2 separate regions of the Lactuca sativa genome follow, and region 1 is linked to region 2. The links are chromatin contacts, called in public Hi-C maps. All regions are on one chromosome and are shown on one strand. The core of a region is the stretch at or near the end of the contact, and the rest is flanking DNA. Distances in the headings are between cores, read along the strand shown. Region 1 holds the start of LOC111917683 (histone H3.3). Region 2 holds the start of LOC111906684.

Region 1 (5,086 bases), core at 1,544-4,043, 980 kb after region 2:
GTTATCTGTTTACATGAGATGTTTGCTGGATGAAAGATCAATACTTCTTTCTTTTAGATCTGAAACCTTTTCCTTCAGATCTACACTTTTTCATCCCAGATATAAACTTTTTCTTAAGATCTAAACTGTATACTTTGAGATCTATGTTGGATGAAAGATATGAACTTCTTTCCTTTAGTTCTGAACTTTTTCTTCAGATCTAGACTGTATATGCATTTTATGCCTTGAAAGTTATGCTGGATAAAAGATGTAAGCTTTGTTTTACAGATTTGGATCATGTATGTATTTTATATCTACAAATATGTTGGGTAGAACGTGGGTAGATGAAATAGTTGATGTGTGGTGAAATAAAATGATGAGAAACCTCAATGTTGACGTTGTTTCAGTCATCCAGTGGAGTATGGATGACGACCACATACTTTTTTAGGAAGTCTAGTGGAACGCTAGCAGGCTCGCAACCTGTAGGTGTTTGTGAACGAAGTGTTCATCGGTGTACTCCATCCCCCCCATGGTTGCCTTACGGACACTTATGGCTGAGGAATCCCCTTAGCAGTAGTGTCCATCCCGATGAAATTCCTTAGGATAGGTCCCTTATGATAGATGCTTTAGGGACGTAAGGTGAGGATAACGGGAACGGGTAATCGGGTTAATGATTGTTGAAAATAATAAACTTATTTATCGTGGGTTGAAAACCCTATATGCTCATCAGGCTCCACATCCTAACTCACTCAGTTTCTTGTATTACAGGTAGTGGCAAAAGCATAGTTGGATGACTTGACGAGAGATTATGGATTTGAGGTCAGATTATGTTTTGTGGCCCAAGATGTTTATTTCTTTTTGGGTTACGCTTATGGTCTGTATCGATGATTGACATCCCGAGTTTTTGTAATGTAATGAAAATACATTTCTTTAAGAAATGCTTTGATAAATTTATATCATATTTTGTTTTGGGAACAAATTCCGCAGCACATTTTTTTTAAGTTACTCTGATTTTTATTAAAAAACATAAACGAAATCGGTCTTTTATGGCCGTAAAAATGAGGATGTCACATGAGGTGACTAGCTTGGTTGCATGGTGGTCCTTGCATGGATGTATGATGAACAAAATGGAGGTGGCACCTCCAAAGTCAACCCTCCCTTAATTCTCTCTCTCTTTTTTTTTTTTTAATACATGGGTTGAGAATCTGGGCCAAGAAGAAAAGACGGGGTAGTTTGAGCCCATTAACTTTAGCTAGGATATTTGGATCTTAAACATAACATTTTTCGGCCCATTGGGCCCTTGGAAGCATTCACGACCCAGTTAGAGTAAAAGAATGGGCTTATGGCTCACTAAGGTTAATTGGATTAGTTATGGCCCAATTAGGCCCATTAGGGTTAGAATGAATCATTCTAGACCCAAAATGGTCCAAAATATTTTGGATTTATGAATTACGTCTAATTAAGATCCAAATAGGGCTCTCTATGTCCAATGAAGTTGAATTGGGTGCTAATTGGTCCATTAGGCCCATTAAGGAACTCCTAGTCCAATATGGACTTAAACCAGGATTCTTAGGGTTTTTAGTCTCTTTGTCGAACATGAATGATGAATCTAATGAGCATCGTGTGAGATTTACTTAGAGTATATGATTTACAATAGTTGGATGGTTACACAAGAATAGAATTTCCTAGCTAAAATGCTAGTTGTGACATAATCTTTTGTTGCAGGCCATGACATATACAATCCGCTGCTTAAACAGGTTTAACTTATTTAAGCTACTAGTCTTATGTTGAAGACACTTGCTAATTGCCTCTGTCAAATACTTCCACCCAACACAATAACATTGATGAATGGTATATTTAGTTGGATCACGAGTAGTACCATGAGTAGAGAAATTATGCCCTATTTTAGGTCGAAGAGACCTACATTTTTCTTCATAAGGAGCTTCAGAGTAGTTGTATGAAAATAGGCTGCATTGATAACAACCCTAAAATGACCGTTTCTAGTAGTTTTGGTGATGGTTTGAGCTTGGCATCGACAATGCAAGAATAGTAAAACTTACACACTTGCTTAGGGTATGACGACTCCAAAAAATCACAGAATGCATAGCGAAGAGGATATCTTTTGACGTAGTCGACAAAATCTTCAATTCATGAATTGTATTGATTTGGGATGATATATGAGAAGGCCACGTTGTTTGCTTGGATAACGATGGGAGTGTCAGGAGCATGGGGGCCTTTGACTACATTAGCATCACAAGTAAATACATAGAGAACCTTTGACATGATGAAATCTTGAAGAACTTGAGATAGAGAAGATGATGATCGAAAAAACTTTTGTGAGAGAACTTCAACTCCTTGGATGAGTTGTAAAAGCGACTTAGGAGAGGGAGAGAGCCTCAATTATTTTTTAATTGTTAAAATAGATAAAAAACGAAAGAAAAATGAAAAATACAAAAATGATAAAAAAAATTGGGGTTTAAACCAAAACCCCCAAAAAAGTATGCTACAAGACCATTTTTACAAATTTGTTTGCAAACAATTTCAAATAAGTTATGAATTACTAAAAAAAAAAAAATTCAGTACCTAAATACTAATAAAATCAAAATTTCGTTAATCACCTCATGCGATGCATTTTTAAATTTGGCTTAGAACAAAGCACATAAAGCTTATATAGAAATTACACAAAAAATCAACCAATAAGAACAAAGTATTAGGGTTCTACGATCCGTCTCATCCACATGGGAGACGCATCTCAACCGTCAAATCTATCCAAGAAAAAACACAGGATACGGAATCATTACCGTCAGATCCATCAAAACCACTCGATGCGAGGAAACAAAGACGCTATAAATACCCTTGTGCTTTCTCAACTTGAGTTCTCAGATTTATTTTCCCCCAAATTTTACCGATTCGTCACCGATAAGAAAATCGTTCGCGGTATGTTCTCTAAGCTTCTCTAAATTCTGTTTATTTTCTCGTTCTTAATCGATTAGTTAGCCAGAGAAAACCTTTTACAAGATCTGTAGGTTTCCAATTTCGTTGATTTCGGTTTTAGGGTTTGTATTCAGTTTTTTCTTTCATGTTCTTCATTAGATGATTAGATCGTACAAGAGACTACTCGTTTCCCTCCCTTTCTTTTCTTTCTGAAGAGAATTTCGTGACTTATTTTGGTTGTTCGCTCTAGTTTTACAATTTCATTGATTATCTGATTAGGGTTCGTTAATTATTTCTTCTAATTACTTAAACGAGATAAATCCGTGGATCATCTTGATTTCTCCTCTATTCATTGATGTCGCGGTTGGATCGTATATTCAAAAAAAATCATGGATCGTACGTTCATCAAATTCGTAATGATTTCTATGTTTTAATTACTGTTTCTTGTAGATGGCTCGTACCAAGCAAACAGCTCGTAAATCCACTGGAGGAAAGGCCCCAAGGAAGCAGCTTGCCACCAAGGTATATTCTTTTTCTTTCTCATCTATCAAAATCCCCGTTTTTCTTCAATTCTTGATGCTAATTTGTTTAATTATGATCATTATATGATAGGCTGCTCGTAAGTCTGCTCCAACCACAGGAGGTGTGAAGAAGCCTCACAGATACAGACCTGGAACTGTTGCTCTTCGGTATGTTACATTTCTCTAATTCAATATCAATTTTGACATTTTTTCCCTATTATATATTGAAATTGGTTAATATTGTGCAGTGAAATACGTAAGTACCAGAAGAGTACTGAACTTTTGATCAGGAAACTACCATTCCAGAGGCTTGTTCGTGAAATTGCTCAAGATTTCAAGGTTAGTAGTTTTCACATAGGATTTAGGCTGGAATTGGAATTGATTTCTATTCCAGCATTTGTTAACATATTGTTATGATTTGAAATGTTGCAGACGGATTTGCGATTCCAGAGTCATGCAGTGTTGGCATTGCAAGAAGCAGCTGAGGCGTATTTGGTGGGATTGTTTGAAGACACAAATCTGTGTGCAATTCATGCCAAGAGGGTGACTATCATGCCAAAGGACATTCAGTTGGCTAGGAGAATTAGGGGTGAGAGGGCTTGATTTGGGTGTTATGAAGTAGTAATTAGTGTGTGTTTTGTTGGATTGGAAACTGTGGTTTCTTTGTTTTGTTTGGTAGGATTGTGGACTTGATTGTTGGTGGATTATGGTAATGGTTTGAGTATTTTCTTATGAGATGTTGCAAGATTTGTCAAAATTCAAGACACTAGTAATAATGGAGTATCAACGAGTACACGTTTAAAGTAATAATTAAAACACAAAAAATCCATCTACTTAGGAAAATATCAGATAAAACTAGTTAATAGATAGGGAAAAGCAACAAGAAACCGATCTGATTAATACTTTTTGGGAGATGATTCATCCACTGAGTTTTTTTATCAATCCAAGGAAAAAATAATATATGGACAATTTTACCTTCACATTAAATTAAATTTTAGATGTTTATAGATAATAGCCTTATTTTTAGGAACTCTAAACAGAACCACAATTATATCATTATTAATTTATAAATATTAAAAATTAACAATTATATAAATTTGCTCGTGTGCTTATTCTTTATATTTGTTTCTTATTTAGAATTCACAACTTACGTCACTAACTTTATTTTAATTAAAAGTTTATAAACATATTAATTATAAAACTACTATACAATGAAAAATTTAATATAAAAAAATATAACATAAAAATAATGCCTAGCAAATAACAATCCAATATTCAAACTAATACATAGGGGTGAGCAAAAACCACACCACAACAAAAATTAACCGCAAAAACTGCAACCGATTAACCGCAACCGCAATAAAAACCGATGGTGAGGTTTTCTTTTTTCCAAAAACTGCAAACTTGCGGTGCGGTGTGGTTATTGGTTTTCAAAAACCGCAAAAAAAAAAAAAAAACCGCACCGTACTATGTAAATTATATACAATTTTTTTATTAATTATTAACATATTAAATATTAAAAATACGACAGATTTCATGGATGAAAGATGGATAAATACTAGAAGACAAAAGTATTTTATGTTTAACTTTAAAAAATGGTGAAATTAGACAATTTTAAGATATTTATTGTTACTTACTATTGGTTTGATGTT
Region 2 (4,481 bases), core at 644-3,143:
TGGTCCTTGTCTTATCTAAAAAGACTATTTTGCACATGATTTTTTAATTTATTTAAATAAGCATACCCTCAACCCCACTTCATCTCACCTTACATACCTCATCTTATTTAAATAAGTTTAAAAAAATCAAGGGCAAAATAGTATTTTTTTTTAAAAAAATATAGGGACCAAACGTGCAACAAAAACAAACTATAGAGACTTTCCGAGTTAAAAAAAAACAAAACTGCAAAATGGTCCCCGTGGTATTCAGTTTTTTGGGGTTTTTATCCAAACTACGATTTTTTTGGCTTTGTGGTCCTTTTGGATTAGTTTGTATGTGAAAATAGTCCCTCCGAAAATTGAAATAACTATAATACCCTTGGGGTATTTATTTTTCATTTTTCTTTCATTTTTTTAATTTAATATTAATTAATTTATTTTAATAATTAAAAAATAAAAAATCATTCTCTCTCTCTCTCTCTCTCTCTCTCTCTCTCTCTTTCTCTCTCTCTGAATCAAGATGGTATCATCTTCTTCATGACCACTTCTTCAAAACAAAACTTATATCAGCTCCTCACCGGTCACCGTCCCTCCTTCCAGCCACCACAAATCATCGATCAAAACCCGATCAGAAATCAAAATAACTCCACTTCTTCTTGTTTCATTGCCTCCGGTAGAAAATCCACCGAACCTCAATCTACCACAACTAAACCTCCACTCTACTATCAGATCGTCGTTGGATCTACCCCCTACCAACAGATCGCCTCTTCACCCTTTCCTCTCGACGAAAAATGCTCCCACCTCCACATTTTACTCGGCCTATTTCTACTATCTACCATTGCAAAACCCCAATACCCTTTACACATCATGTTTCTATATTCTCTATGTACCACCGATGAAGACGTCTTGCTAGAGAAGATCAATATTGCCAATCGTCGGAGCTCTCAGGAAGGAGGAACTAGTTGGGGGGATTTAACCCAGATGTTTCAGGTAAATCAAATGTCCCAGATGCGGGAAGGAGGTAAATCGTTTCCTCCGCCACCCACCCAGATGCATCATTGATTTTTTTTTGTAGGATTTGGTTTTGATTTGTGGTTAAATTGAAATGTAAAGTTTTCATGTATATATTTGAGTTGAGTATCAGTAAGGATGATTTCTTGATCCACCGAAAAACAAGTTACTGTGATGATGTCATATTGGTGGTGGTCAGATTTGATGGTGACGAAGGCTATGGTGGTGTTAGTATGCGATGGTGAGATTGAAGTTTGTATGTATTTTAATTTTAGAGATTGCAGGGAAAAAGACAACGATATATATATATATATATATATATATATATATATATATATATATATATATATATATATATATATATATATATATAGAGAGAGAGAGAGAGAGAGAGAGAGAGAGATGGTGGGTCATTTTTTTTATTTTTTAATTGGTAAAATAAATAAATTAATATTAAATTTTTAAAAAATGAAAGAAAAATGAAAATTAAATACCCCAATGGTATTATAGTCATTTCAATTTTCGGAGGGACTATTTTCACATACAAATTAGTCCAAAAGGACCACAAAGCCAAAAAAGTCGTGGTTTGGACTAAAACCTAAAAAAAAATGCATGCCACACGGACCATTTTTACAATTTTGTCTTAAAAAAATAAGTTAGGAACAAAATAATGAAAATATGCAAATTACCCGAAACCATAGGGACCATTCGTGTAATTTACTCATACCTTATGTGCTTGCACATGTGATGAAACGAGAATGGATGAAACGGGCGTGTGTGACTTCTTTGGGAAAACACCAAAAGTAGGGATCAATATTGCAACTTTTGGTAAAGCTTAAGGACAACTCTGTAAATTACTCTAAATAAAATTTTCGAACTTAACAATTATTTGGATTTAATTGCAAGTCGTTATCACATCAAGTCAATGACTCTGCTTCCCCGGCACACCGGCACACAGACGTCGGAGCAATAATGGCGGCGTCGGTGGTAGCCGCATTGAAGACGCTGTTCAGCCTATTGGCTTGTGTGATGTTCGCCACGCTTCTTTGGGCAATCGCCATGGATGGCCTCGCTTCTTGCGTAGACCTTCGCGCAAGGTAAGTTACAAGCTTAAATTACAGATTTGTGTATCGAGATTACTGGTTGAAGTCTGATGCCTGTTTTCCCCATACCTTGTGTTTCGATTGAAAACAAATGTGAAGTGTTTCATCTAATCATCTGTATTTTGAACAGACGGAATTTCCGAGTGATTTGGGTATTTGAGACTTATGTAGAATGCTCCATTGTTGCTAATTTTTACTCATCACATCATAATTTATATCGATTGCTCTGTCTGTTCCGAAATTAATCCAATTTTCAGGGATAAAGTTTTTGAAACGAAAGTCGCATCAATTGTAATTTACAAAGAATACTTTTCGATTGGTCTGTTGTTGATGGATCGATGCTTGGATCCACAAATCGTTCAAATTTGATGAGTTTATTATCAAATGTATGTTAGAGAGTTTGAAGATTGAAGTTTAATTAGGGATGATTTTACCCATAATCAAATCCCAAACAATTTCCTATTTAATTGAAGGTGGTTGTTTGTGGCGTACATAAACTTTTACATAAATGTTGCTGTTATAGGGGTAAGAAATTCATATCAGCTACAAGGAATTTAATCATTTATGCTTAACTTGATTACTTGTTGAATTCATATGTGATTTTTATACTTGTATTCTACTATTCTTTAGATTTGGTTTGTTTACAAGGAAGCAAGCTGGATGAGGGCAGTTGTTTTGATACTTTTAGAAATTGTGTTTGGAAGGTAATCTTCTTGCTTTTAAAAAATACATTTTGAAATTTGTAAATATCAAAATATCAAAACTCAAAAGATATAAAATTATTTTTCCTTGTGCAGCATTATTACATCTGGATATATCGTTATACAGTTATTCAAGTTGTCACATGAAGAATCTTCAAAGGATCCATTATATTTTGTGTTGGTAAAACATGAAAAAAGGTCGGCATTATTTTTCTTATAACTTTTTAGGTTTTAACTAGGATTTTATCCATCGCGCGTTGCGGCGACAGTAATGCATTTGAGAAGCAGTAGAAAATATGTTGTTAGGTGTTGAATAGAACTTAGTAAGAGTTAAGTTGGCAAACCACAAAAGTCAGGGGTCAACGCCATACCAAACAAATATAATAAAAACTGTATTACATACATACCAACGCATACACAAATTTAGAAAGTCGTAGGCGTTGTAACTGTATGGTAATCAAATTGTATATGTTATAGGAGATAAAACAAAACTTTAGAAAATAAAATAGTGAAATTGATATTTTTCAAAGTTCAAAATGGGATGAAAATGACATTTTAAAAAGTAGAGGGTTGAAATGCTATTTTACAAAGTATAAACATAGACAAAGTCGAATTATACCGACATGTATACAAAAAAAACAAGTATTTTTTTTTTTAAATCAACGAACGAAAGTTCTAAATTTACGTCGAAACGTTGACCACCTCTATTTTATATCAATGCAGAAAGTTTAGAAAGTCGAATGAGTAGTAACTGTAGGAAAATAAGATTGTTTTTATTACGGACAATAAAACAAAAACTTAGAAAATGAAAGGGGTGAAATTGATATTTTTCAATGTTCAATTACCAAATAAAAATTATACTTTAAAAAGTAGAGGGTTGTAAAATGTCATTTTATAAAGTATATGAATGATAGCAATAGAAAACTAGTAGAGGGACTTAAATTGCCAAAAACTATAAATTGAAAATCAAACAAGTGAGGACTCAAAATGGAAATAAAAAAGAGTAGAAGGAATGAAAAAGGCAAAAGAGGCGACACCCACATTGGTATTTAGAATAGATATAACGAGCTTTACTATGTTTATTATTATTTTTTTTGTTTTTTTTTTAGATTTTCTTAATCTTAAGAAATATATATATATATATATATATATATATATATATATATATATATATATATATATATATATATATATATATATATATATATATATATATATATATATATATAGGACGGTTCACTTGAGATTAAAAAAAAAGTAGAGATCTTGAGATTAAACCCCAGCCACATATTTCACATTTGCTGCTGTAATGCTCCAGTGTACCAGCAGCAACGATGTATGCCTAATCATAAATGATTATATGGCAGAGAGGTATAATCATACAAGATTATACATGTTTATATGTATATGCATAATCATAAATGATTATACATATATGTCTGTTCACAGATTGAGTAATCATAAATGATTATTACAATTAGTCGCAAAAGAGGTGGTGGTGACAGAGGTGGAGGTGGTATAAGTAATGGAGGTGACAATGGTGGGGTCGACTGGTGTCAGAGGTGGTGGTAGTGGTGGTGGCGGTGGCGGTTACGGTGGTGGGGATGGTGGCGGAGGAGAAAAGAACGGGTGACACTGTGTAATCATTTATGATTACACCAGACCTGCTGCGCCGGTACACCGAATG

The links. A called contact is a pair of places that touch in the nucleus more often than the background predicts.
Region 1: a contact with region 2 is called in a Hi-C map of leaf, with 4 times the contacts expected there. The contact joins the promoter of LOC111917683 here to the promoter of LOC111906684 in region 2. A contact is called at or near these places in 2 of 4 Hi-C or Micro-C datasets (leaf and seed).

Annotation. Positions count from the first base shown.
Region 1 is chr9:108,932,090-108,937,175 of Lsat_Salinas_v11, forward strand. It overlaps LOC111917683 (histone H3.3), which reads left to right and starts at 2,794. Exons shown (of 5, transcript XM_023913344.3): 1 at 2,794-2,916; 2 at 3,364-3,435; 3 at 3,526-3,602; 4 at 3,683-3,773; 5 at 3,867-4,166. The coding sequence starts at 3,364. The coding sequence ends at 4,037.
Region 2 is chr9:107,952,296-107,956,776 of Lsat_Salinas_v11, forward strand. It overlaps LOC111906684, which reads left to right and starts at 1,894. Exons shown (of 9, transcript XM_052767308.1): 1 at 1,894-2,087; 2 at 2,489-2,618; 3 at 2,724-2,797; 4 at 2,891-2,992. The coding sequence starts at 2,754.